2 separate regions of the Xenopus laevis genome follow, and region 2 is linked to region 1. Evidence: chromatin contacts called from public Hi-C data. All regions are on one chromosome and are shown on one strand. The core of a region is the stretch at or near the end of the contact, and the rest is flanking DNA. Distances in the headings are between cores, read along the strand shown. Region 1 overlaps pknox2.S (homeobox protein PKNOX2). Region 2 holds the start of pknox2.S (homeobox protein PKNOX2).

Evidence for each region. Hi-C and Micro-C count contacts between places; a contact is called where the count stands out from the background.
Region 2: a contact with region 1 is called in a Hi-C map of the XL177 cell line, with 7 times the contacts expected there. The contact joins the promoter of pknox2.S here to the enhancer-like site in region 1. A contact is called at or near these places in 2 of 4 Hi-C or Micro-C datasets (the XL177 cell line and the XTC cell line).

Annotation. Positions count from the first base shown.
Region 1 is chr7S:62,125,279-62,129,880 of Xenopus_laevis_v10.1, reverse strand. pknox2.S (homeobox protein PKNOX2) reads left to right here. Exons shown (of 15, transcript XM_041571318.1): 13 at 4,432-4,508. Among protein-coding and RNA genes, the nearest start is that of fez1.S, 70 kb to the right of the region's middle. Within about 2 kb of position 2,825, at least 5 of the 7 cell types and tissues checked have an H3K27ac peak or open chromatin away from gene starts, as enhancers often do.
Region 2 is chr7S:62,516,756-62,521,357 of Xenopus_laevis_v10.1, reverse strand. It overlaps pknox2.S (homeobox protein PKNOX2), which reads left to right and starts at 2,040. Exons shown (of 15, transcript XM_041571318.1): 1 at 2,040-2,122.

The sequences.
Region 1 (4,602 bases), core at 1,576-4,075:
AATGTACCCTCCTACTCTGCAATGGGAATCTTTTAGAAGTCACCTTAAAGTATTGTGACTAAAAGCTAGGCATTCAACCTGCAGCTTTCTGCCTTTATATGGTCACAGAACTCCTTGGTGACTTCTCTTATCTTTCTATTTCATGTATGCACTTATAGGGTGAAGAGACATATCTTTTATTTACTAAACACAGTGCATAGCTCTCTTTTCTGCTTTCAATAGCACTTTCTCAGTCTTGGCTAATAGTTTCATTCCAAATGCCTGGAATGGATGTAAATGTTAATGACTTGCCTTGCATGAAATGTGCTCAAAAGTAAAACGGAATATCTCTTATGTATTGGTACAAGGCTAAACTGATGATTATAACACATCTTCCTTTTCGCTCTTTCCAGTGGATAAATAAACCGATTTCTAACTCACTTCTGCCATCTGGAGTACAATCTGTACAATAACAGTACAGTAAGAATTGATTTTTAGAAATCTGTGATGTTTATCTAGAGGAAAGTGATTTTAGAAAATGCAAGTAACTTGCCATGTTTTTCAGTTTTTGATTAAATATCATAGCTTTAGAATAAAAATAGCCAGATAACCAGAACTAGACATTTTTAGCCCTACAGTGTGCTAATTCTAATGATGTGTAAACTAATGCTAGATTCTGATTTGGTGAAGTTAGATTCTAGATAGAATACAGTGACAGGGGACTGTGTAACTAGAAATACAGCAGATCCTGGGACTGCAGGGAGCCTGGATTGCTGTGGGGTTTGCTGTATGGTTCCAGATTCTCTGCTGCCACCTGCACCACAAAAAATAAGCAAGAATTGGAGGGGAGAAGCTTCATTGTACGGCTGAGGGACTGAGCCATTCCCACCTTCCCATGTGGGTGCCAATAAATTGTTTTGCTAAGGGACCCTCTCCCCTAAAATTGTGCCACTCACAAATTCTCAGCAAATTCTCTTTTGTCAACAATAAAATAAAAGGAACCACTGTGGTATCAGTTATCACCAAACTTTTTCATGAACGCACTAAAGAATCTTTCAGTAAGCATATTTGATTTGGTTTCAAAATCCAAATGCTTATTTATGAATTTACTGTAAGTGACAGACTATTTTGTCAGACCTAATGTTTCACCACTGTCTCTATTGATCTGTCTATTGATTATTTGTCAATTACATGGCTACATTTACATACATTTCTTACAAGAGTCCCATAAGGAAACTTAAGTAACTGAGTAAAAAGTAATTTGAGGAAATGTTTGCTATCATTTTTTGCAAAATAAATCGGTAATAATTGAGTGCAGTACTCTACTTTATTTTATACTAATATAGATCAGTATGGCATCCCGAAATGCTTGGGACCTTGAATCTAAAAGAAAGAAATATTAAACTTAAGCTAACCTTACCATTAAACGCAAGGTATAGTTATTACAGAGAAAATGTGAAGGCTATAAAGGATGAGGACCATATGGGATATGAGGCAGAGATGAGACAGGGAAAAGAAAAATGCAGAATAATAAAACTTTAATTGTTCAACAACAAAAACACATCAACAGGGTGTTTGTCTTTATATGGTTATATGACATTAAAAATATATATAACAGTCTGTCTCAAATGAGATTATAGTTTTTGTGACTACCCTAGGGCCTCTCCCAGACTTTGGACCACCACAAGGTTAGCTAAAAGGTTAGCACCCTGTTACTCACAGTTCAGAGATAAAGTATGTTATCCAAGCTACATTGACTGCTGCACTTTTCCAAACACTGCCTTTCTACATGCACAAGACCCTTGCACTTGCTTTTTCTCTCTAGCTCAGACCCTTTGGTTCTCCAACTCTCAATCTCAGACACTCTTTCTGTCCCAGGCTCCATATGCCTCTTGTTTCTCCATCAGGCTTGCTCTTACTGGGAACAGCAAGAACTTTGTCTCTCTTTCAGACACACAGAAGAGACCTGCCTCTTTCAGATATCCAAGGAAGAGCCCATAGGCATGGGTGCACATGCCTTTTACCTGTATAGCTTTGCTATTAACTGCCTCCTATTTACCTTATTGGGAGGGAAAATTAACCCTATCAACAGTAGGCATTCCCCTTCAGATCATATCATACAGCTTAACTGCACTTCCCTGTTTATTTTTAGGCAAGACGTCATAGGTGGGTGTGTACAACCCATCAATCACCACAAGAGTGTGTATACCCATCCCATCGCTTCAAACCAAATGTGCATATAGATTACTGTGACGTAGTGACAACCAGGGTCTATTGAGCCATGGCCTCAATGTATAATAGGTGCGCTAAAACCAACACCCCTTCCCATGATGTGTACCCCCCTCCGTGCTCCTCTCTTTGCCATATACGTGGCCAGTGCGTGAACAAACATCAGACCCACCGGAGGATATGTATCACTAGTTTTCCTCTCTGTCGCCATCAGCTGTTGTTCCCGTCATCACATTAGCTGCCGGTCCTGCCGATACCGCCTTTTACTGCGCCCATTGTTGCTCGATCGATACATCTCTCTGTGTCTATGCGGAGCCTTCCCGTAGCTACTGTGAGTCTTGCTCCTCCCCTCCCTTCGTGCTGTTAGCCAAAGGGGAGCCCCACACGGCTTCTGGCCGGTGACACACCCCCTCTAGCTGCAGCATCACTCCCACAGGGAAACATCTGTGAAGCACTGCTGTTCCCAACCGCGCTATGTCTCCTCTCATAACGCTTCTCTGGCAATCCCCCAAACACGTAGGCCACCACATGGCACCCAAGTGTTTAGAGTGTAGGACCAAAGATGTGCGTAGGGGTATAACGACCTTCCGTCCTGCTTTAGGGGAGCTGGGAGGGAGCTCAGGGGCAATCCGCCTACAGCAAAGTGGGTTAGCAGTGTGCTGTACACCTATGCCAGGCTGTACAGTGAACCCTGGATGTCTCATGGCAGACCTGGGCAGCGTGATGAGAAACACAGTGTTTGGCCGGCCTTCCTATGCACCTCATATCCCCTCCTCTGTGGACCTGAAAAGTGTGACCAAAAAAATTTTTTTAAAAACTATTTTTAGAGTACAATCCTAATCACAGTTATAACACCAGTGACATCAGCCAGCCAAATCTCATGGCTTAACCCGTATAGTGTATATGCATCACTATTTTATCTTAATGATATCCTCAAGTTATGCAATAACTCCATGTTTAAAGTCATTCACTGAAGTATAGTCTCTAGGGAAGTATAGAGTCCAACGGTAAATGTTCAGTGTGTACTATCTATTGGACCATCTATCTATGTCAGACATTGGGCTCCATGTGCCCAGTGTAATCAGTAGAACTGGGCCATGGGAAGTGTTTCATTCAATCCTTTTGGTACTAAAGTGTCCAGCTTGAAGATCCACATTGATTCCTTGCGAAGGAGTGACAGCTCCCTATTGCCCCCTCTCCGTGGCTCTGGAACATGATCAATAATCATGTGTCTGAATTGTGGTAATGTGTGATGGTGTTCCAGCCAATGCTTGGCAACAGGTTGGTCTGCCTTTCCCGTAGTGAGGGCCGCTCTTATGGCGCAACGATGGTTGTTCATACGCTCGCGGTAAGTCGTAGAAGCTTTGCCCACATAATCAGTCCACATGGGCACCAGGCCATGTATACCACATGGTCCGTGGTGCAAGTGACCCTATGTTCAATCCTGAATTTTCTCCCAGTATATATATATATATAAAGCCATTTGGACAGCACTCCGCTCTTTTTGTTTCAACTCGGGTGCAAGGTAAAGAAATCAGATATTGGAAAAAATGACCAGCAGCACCGAGATATTATATATTATTAGATGTGATCAGACTTATACTATGGGGCCAATTTACTTAGCTCGAGTGAAGGAATAGAAGAAAAAAAACGTCGAATTTCAAATGTTTTTTTTTTTGGCTACTTTGACCATCGAATGGGCTACTTCGACCGTCGACTACGACTGCGAATCGAACGATTCAAACTAAAAATCGTTCGACTATTCGACCATTTGCTAGTCGAAGAACTGTCTCTTTAAAAAAAAAACTTCGACCCCCTAGTTCGCCACCTAAAACCTACCAAAGTCAATGTTAGCCTATGGGGATTTGAAGGATTTAATCGTTCGATCGAACAACGAATTAGGGTAAATTAGGGATTTCCATTCGGCAGTCGAATATTGAGGGTTAATTAACCCTCGATATTCGACCATAAGTAAATTTGCCCCTATGTGTAGGACAGAAAATCAGGTCAGTATATGTTACTTAGGACCCTTTCCCTTTGCAGGAGTGTATCAAGGTAAAAGACATTATTATTTATTGGCCCTGAAATTGTGCACTTTCTCTGGCATGCTAAAAGAGCCATTGATGTTTCAGAAGTAAAGATTTTATGTGCCTTCAGCCAATGCACCTGTTTGGATTTTCACAGCAGTAAGCTGCCTCATAACTCTTCCAATATTCTTTTCAGCACCCTTACCCAACAGAGGATGAGAAGCGGCAAATAGCAGCACAGACAAACCTTACACTATTGCAAGTCAACAACTGGTAAGTGCCCCGGGGTGAATTCTGTTTTTCTAGTAGCTGAGGAAAGCTTGATTAAAGTTCACAAGGGCAATAAATTATGTCCCTGTAGACACAC
Region 2 (4,602 bases), core at 791-3,290, 390 kb before region 1:
TCCTGCAGCAAAAATAGTGCCCAACAAAATTGGATTGAATTAGTATTTTGGACCCTTTACCTACCCACTGAGCAACTGTTACAGTTAGAACTCTGCTACACAATGATTAGTCCCTCTACTAGTCACCCACTGTGTTTTTTCAGCATCCCATGGATAGCTGAAGTAGGGGGCATACTTGACATTAGCGATGTTGGCTGGTATGCTGGTGGGGTTACAGAGTCTTGTGTCTTGTTTCAGATGACAAAAGACCATGCTTCCATGACCAAGGCTCTGTCTTAACACTCTATGCCATTCAGTCCATCCTTCATCACTAATGTTAAGTTTACTTAGTGTGTGAGAGATTGGATGCTGAAAAACCAGCAGTAACTAACAAAGTCGTCACTTATTGATGCTCCAAAGCAGGCCTGGACTTGCCCGACGAGCATTTCATTTTTGGTTAAGTGGGCCAGGGAAGCTAGGAGTCACCAAATGAGAGTCGAAGCCGCAGAGGAGAATGAAGAAGCTGCTGTCACCTAAGAAGTAGAAGACGGCCTGTCCAATTTTAAAGGTTAGTTTCCAGTGAACACCAATGGTCTTTTTGTTTTAATTATATCCCTGGCCACCAATGTTTTTTTTTTAACTTTAATGGAGGGATCCTGGCCACCATTTTTTTTAACTTGTGGGAGGGCTGGCCACCAATGTTTTTTTCTAACTTGGGGGCTGGCCACCAATGTTTTTTTTTAACTTGGGGGGCTGGCCACCAGGTTTTTTCTTTTAACTTAGGGGGGCTGACTAATGTTTTTTTTTACTTCGTAGGGCTGGCAACCAATTTTTTTTTTCTTTTATGGTTGTCCCTGACCCCCAATTGTTTTTTCGTTTTATGGGGGGCTGACCACCAATGCTTTTTTTTTTAACTGGGGGGGGTATGCCAACGATGTTGCACATTTATATGTGGGCTGCTTTGTTCCCAGTCTGACCCTGCTCCAATGCCAGTATTCAGATTTACCGTTCTTAGATCTTGGGCAGTCCCAGACCCAACATCGTTGTGATGGTTAATTCCATATGATTACTTGCCTATATCACATTTCCTTCTTAAATTACAACTTTCAATGAAAAGAAACATGCAGATCAGTAGACAAATGATTGTATATGCCGAAATGTAGTTGATGGATGGAATTTTGTTGGCATTTCGTAAACTAACTACTCTGAAATCCCTTCAAAGCCTCCCTATCTATAGGACACGTAAAAATGATGCCAAAAACTAGTTGACAAGTGAGTCTGCCTTTCAGATCTGGGTAGTCACAGGACAGGGTGGCATCTTTCTGAGACATCCATTCACCTAAATGATATAGAAGCAAAAGAAACACTAGAACAAGATCTCTTTTTTCACACTCTGTAAATTACTTCACCATTTAATGTAATTTTAAAAAGAAATAATTGTTGGAGTACAATTACAAGTACTATATGATATTGGGCATTTGTGATTTAAAATATTACTACAGGCAGTCCTCGGGTTGCCTACAAGATAGGGTCTGTAGATTTGTACTTAAGTTGAATTTGTATGTTGAAACATAGACATTTACTTATTAAATGCAACTTAGACAGATGTCTGTTTTAACATAGTATTTATTTTTACCTTTCTGTGCTCTGCAGTAGACAACACACACCAGCAGGCATTGAGGCTGGTGGTTTATTAAAGCTGAATGCTAATAAAAGTCAAGCATACCAAAGTATGTTTCTGTAACAGCCCCCGTTTGTAAGTGCGAGTTGTATGTAAGTCAGGTGTATGTAACTCGAGGACTCCCTGTACATGACTTTACCTGCTTCATGTGCAAACATGCTTTTAAAAATCTCAATGTATACAAAAAAAATGAAAAAAGAAATCTAATTATCTAAATAAAAATTCTCATTTTTAATTTTTGAAATGATTATACCACACCTGTTAACATGTGAATAATGGGAAACGAAAGTATCCAGTAGATGGCGCAAAACCTCTAATAATAAACGTATACTACTTTAAGCCAAAAGAAGATGAAGAAAGAGGAGTGCCTTCAGGCCCCCCTTCCCTGACGTCACAGTCTTTGCTGGGAAGTATAGGCTGTGCTGTCACACCAGTGTCAGTCTGATGAAGATTGGCACTCAGGTAAGCTGTCATTCATTCTCAATGTCAGGAGCTGCTTTCCAGGCTGCGGGCTGCTGCCGTCGCTGTTGCTGCTTCCTTGCAGCCTGTGTGTGCGTGTGCTCTCATTGCAGTGTGTGCGCCTCTCTCTTTTTCTTTTTTTTTCCCACAGTCCCATAACCAGAGCGCTCTTCTCTCAGACAGGGCACAAGAGGAGGAGGAGGCAGATCAGGGCAACAGCCTTTTAGTTGCTAATCACTCCTCATCCTCGCCGCCCGGATTTCAGCAAGCTCTCCTTTCACACCCAAATATACATAGCATTTTTAATTCTTATATAATAAGAATTTTACAAAAAATCTCATTTTTTGCAGGACAGTCTCTCTGATTTCTAGAATCCCATGCATATTCTTATTTTACTATTTTTGTGCTAGTAAAGCAATAGACCTTTTTTTCTCTTTTGATGATTTGGAAATCTTTCTTTTTAATTGCATTTTTATTTACCACCGTTTTATGCCCTGGCCTGCAGCTGCTGTTCTTTTTATGCTACACTTTGGGACTATTGATACTTTATGAAATGTTTTAATAAAAGAAAGAAGAATGGGACTGTATTGTGCATATATTTTTCATTTGAAGAACTGGTTTTCTTGGGGCTTTTCCTTGGTGTTGTATCTGTCTTTTCATGGTATATCTGTATGTGTGTGTGTAATTGTGTATTTTTATTAGAGATGATATTTGGGGTTTGCCATATACTTATTGGTTGGAGAGAAACGTATGAAAACTTTAGTGTAATATAAATTATCTGTGATATTGCATGGTAGATCATTCCGTAGTAAATAAAGGTGTTACACTGTTATATGTAAAAACTGTTCACAAACTGATTTTTTAGTAGGGAATTATTAGGTTTTTCTTATTACTTAAGCATTTCATTAAGTTTCACCTATAGGGCTGCCAGTGTCTGCCGTGTTCGGCAGAGTAGCAAATATAAAAGAAGTTGTTTTTTATTGGATTACATGTTTTTCCTCTTGGAGCTGTGAAGTGTGGGTGCATGTGATTTCTGATCCATTAGCATTTGCCTCATTCTAAAGATTTTGCCTAGTGTTTTGCACAATTATTGAACTTTTTAGCTGCTGCTTTGTATTTCAGAGAGCTTTCTCAGTTAGTCGGCATTATAGTTTAATACTGTAACAGTGATATTTATTGCTCATAAAAGATGCACTTTAATAATTATTAAGGGTTATTAAGGGTTAAGAGTTGTTGTTTATATTTGTATATTGTGTAGTAAGACCCAGCACAATATTCTTCTAATTTCAGCTTGCGAGGCACAAATGAGAAAGATGTGATTAGTACATTGCTATTAAGTATATCAAGTTTTACTGCTGTGACATTCCCTGATGTTCTTCTCTTAATTGAGAACTTTTATTGATTTCACACGCTTTGCAGTTCATTTCCTATATAGAACAGATTCGAATGATAGGATTCAAATCACATTACAAGGTTCAGAGCAGCAGTCTTACCAAATGAAAAAAAAGGCTAATTTTGGGAAAAAAATTAAGCAGGACTTCAACAGAATTACAGATTAGGTTTGGGGCCTTTTATCAATACGTGAAGGGAAAGTGTTTTTCAAACTTCTAGTCTGTATTACTGTAGGGTTCTGGTGGGACCACAAAGTTTCCTAGTCTCAGATTTTAACGGCTTGTTCTAGTAACTTTATTTTTCCGTCTTTAAAACTATGTTATGTCTCAACAAAAAGTTCTATTTGACTCTCAAATCAGGCCTTTAAAAACTTTACATTTCTTCCTTCTGTTTTCCTGCAACGTTAACAGCAAACAATAAAAAAACCTATATATTTATTTATATATATATATATATATATATATATATATATGTCAGAATTTTGCATCTAAAAGCCATTGAAAGTCCATAACAGGCATTGTTTTTCAGATGAAGGTTTTTATTTGTGATAATATACTGCTTAAATGGTGTTCATTTGCATTCTACAGATGTGTTGTGTAATAATTTTTTTGGCAGATTTTAATTGTGGCAATTAAGAAGGAAGGAAATAGTGTTTAGAAGTTACCAGGTTTTAGAGGCTGCTTTGGACTTAGATACATCTGGTATGGGGGAGGGTTCACTGAGATCGTTATGTGTCTGTTATGCTATTTGCCTCATTTGCTCAACTGTGGCTAATAAATGACTTTTTTTAATCTTCTGCTTTGTGTATTAGAGCACTAAATTAAAGGGCATTATTAAAGGGTGTCTTTAAATCTTTTTTGCTCATGTATTCTTAATTGTCTAATTGGCAAGATGTTGGAAATTGGTGTTCAAATGTTTAACTGTATTTTAAGCAATTAAAAAAGTGTTCTTTATACATAATTACTATTTATTGATCTCTTTATATACCAATGAAAAGTTTTCTAGCAGGTATATGTGGGAGTTTTCATGTGTGTGAATGCTAAAATAATGTGATCAATGGGGCATTGTTTGTTATAGCTATACATAATACA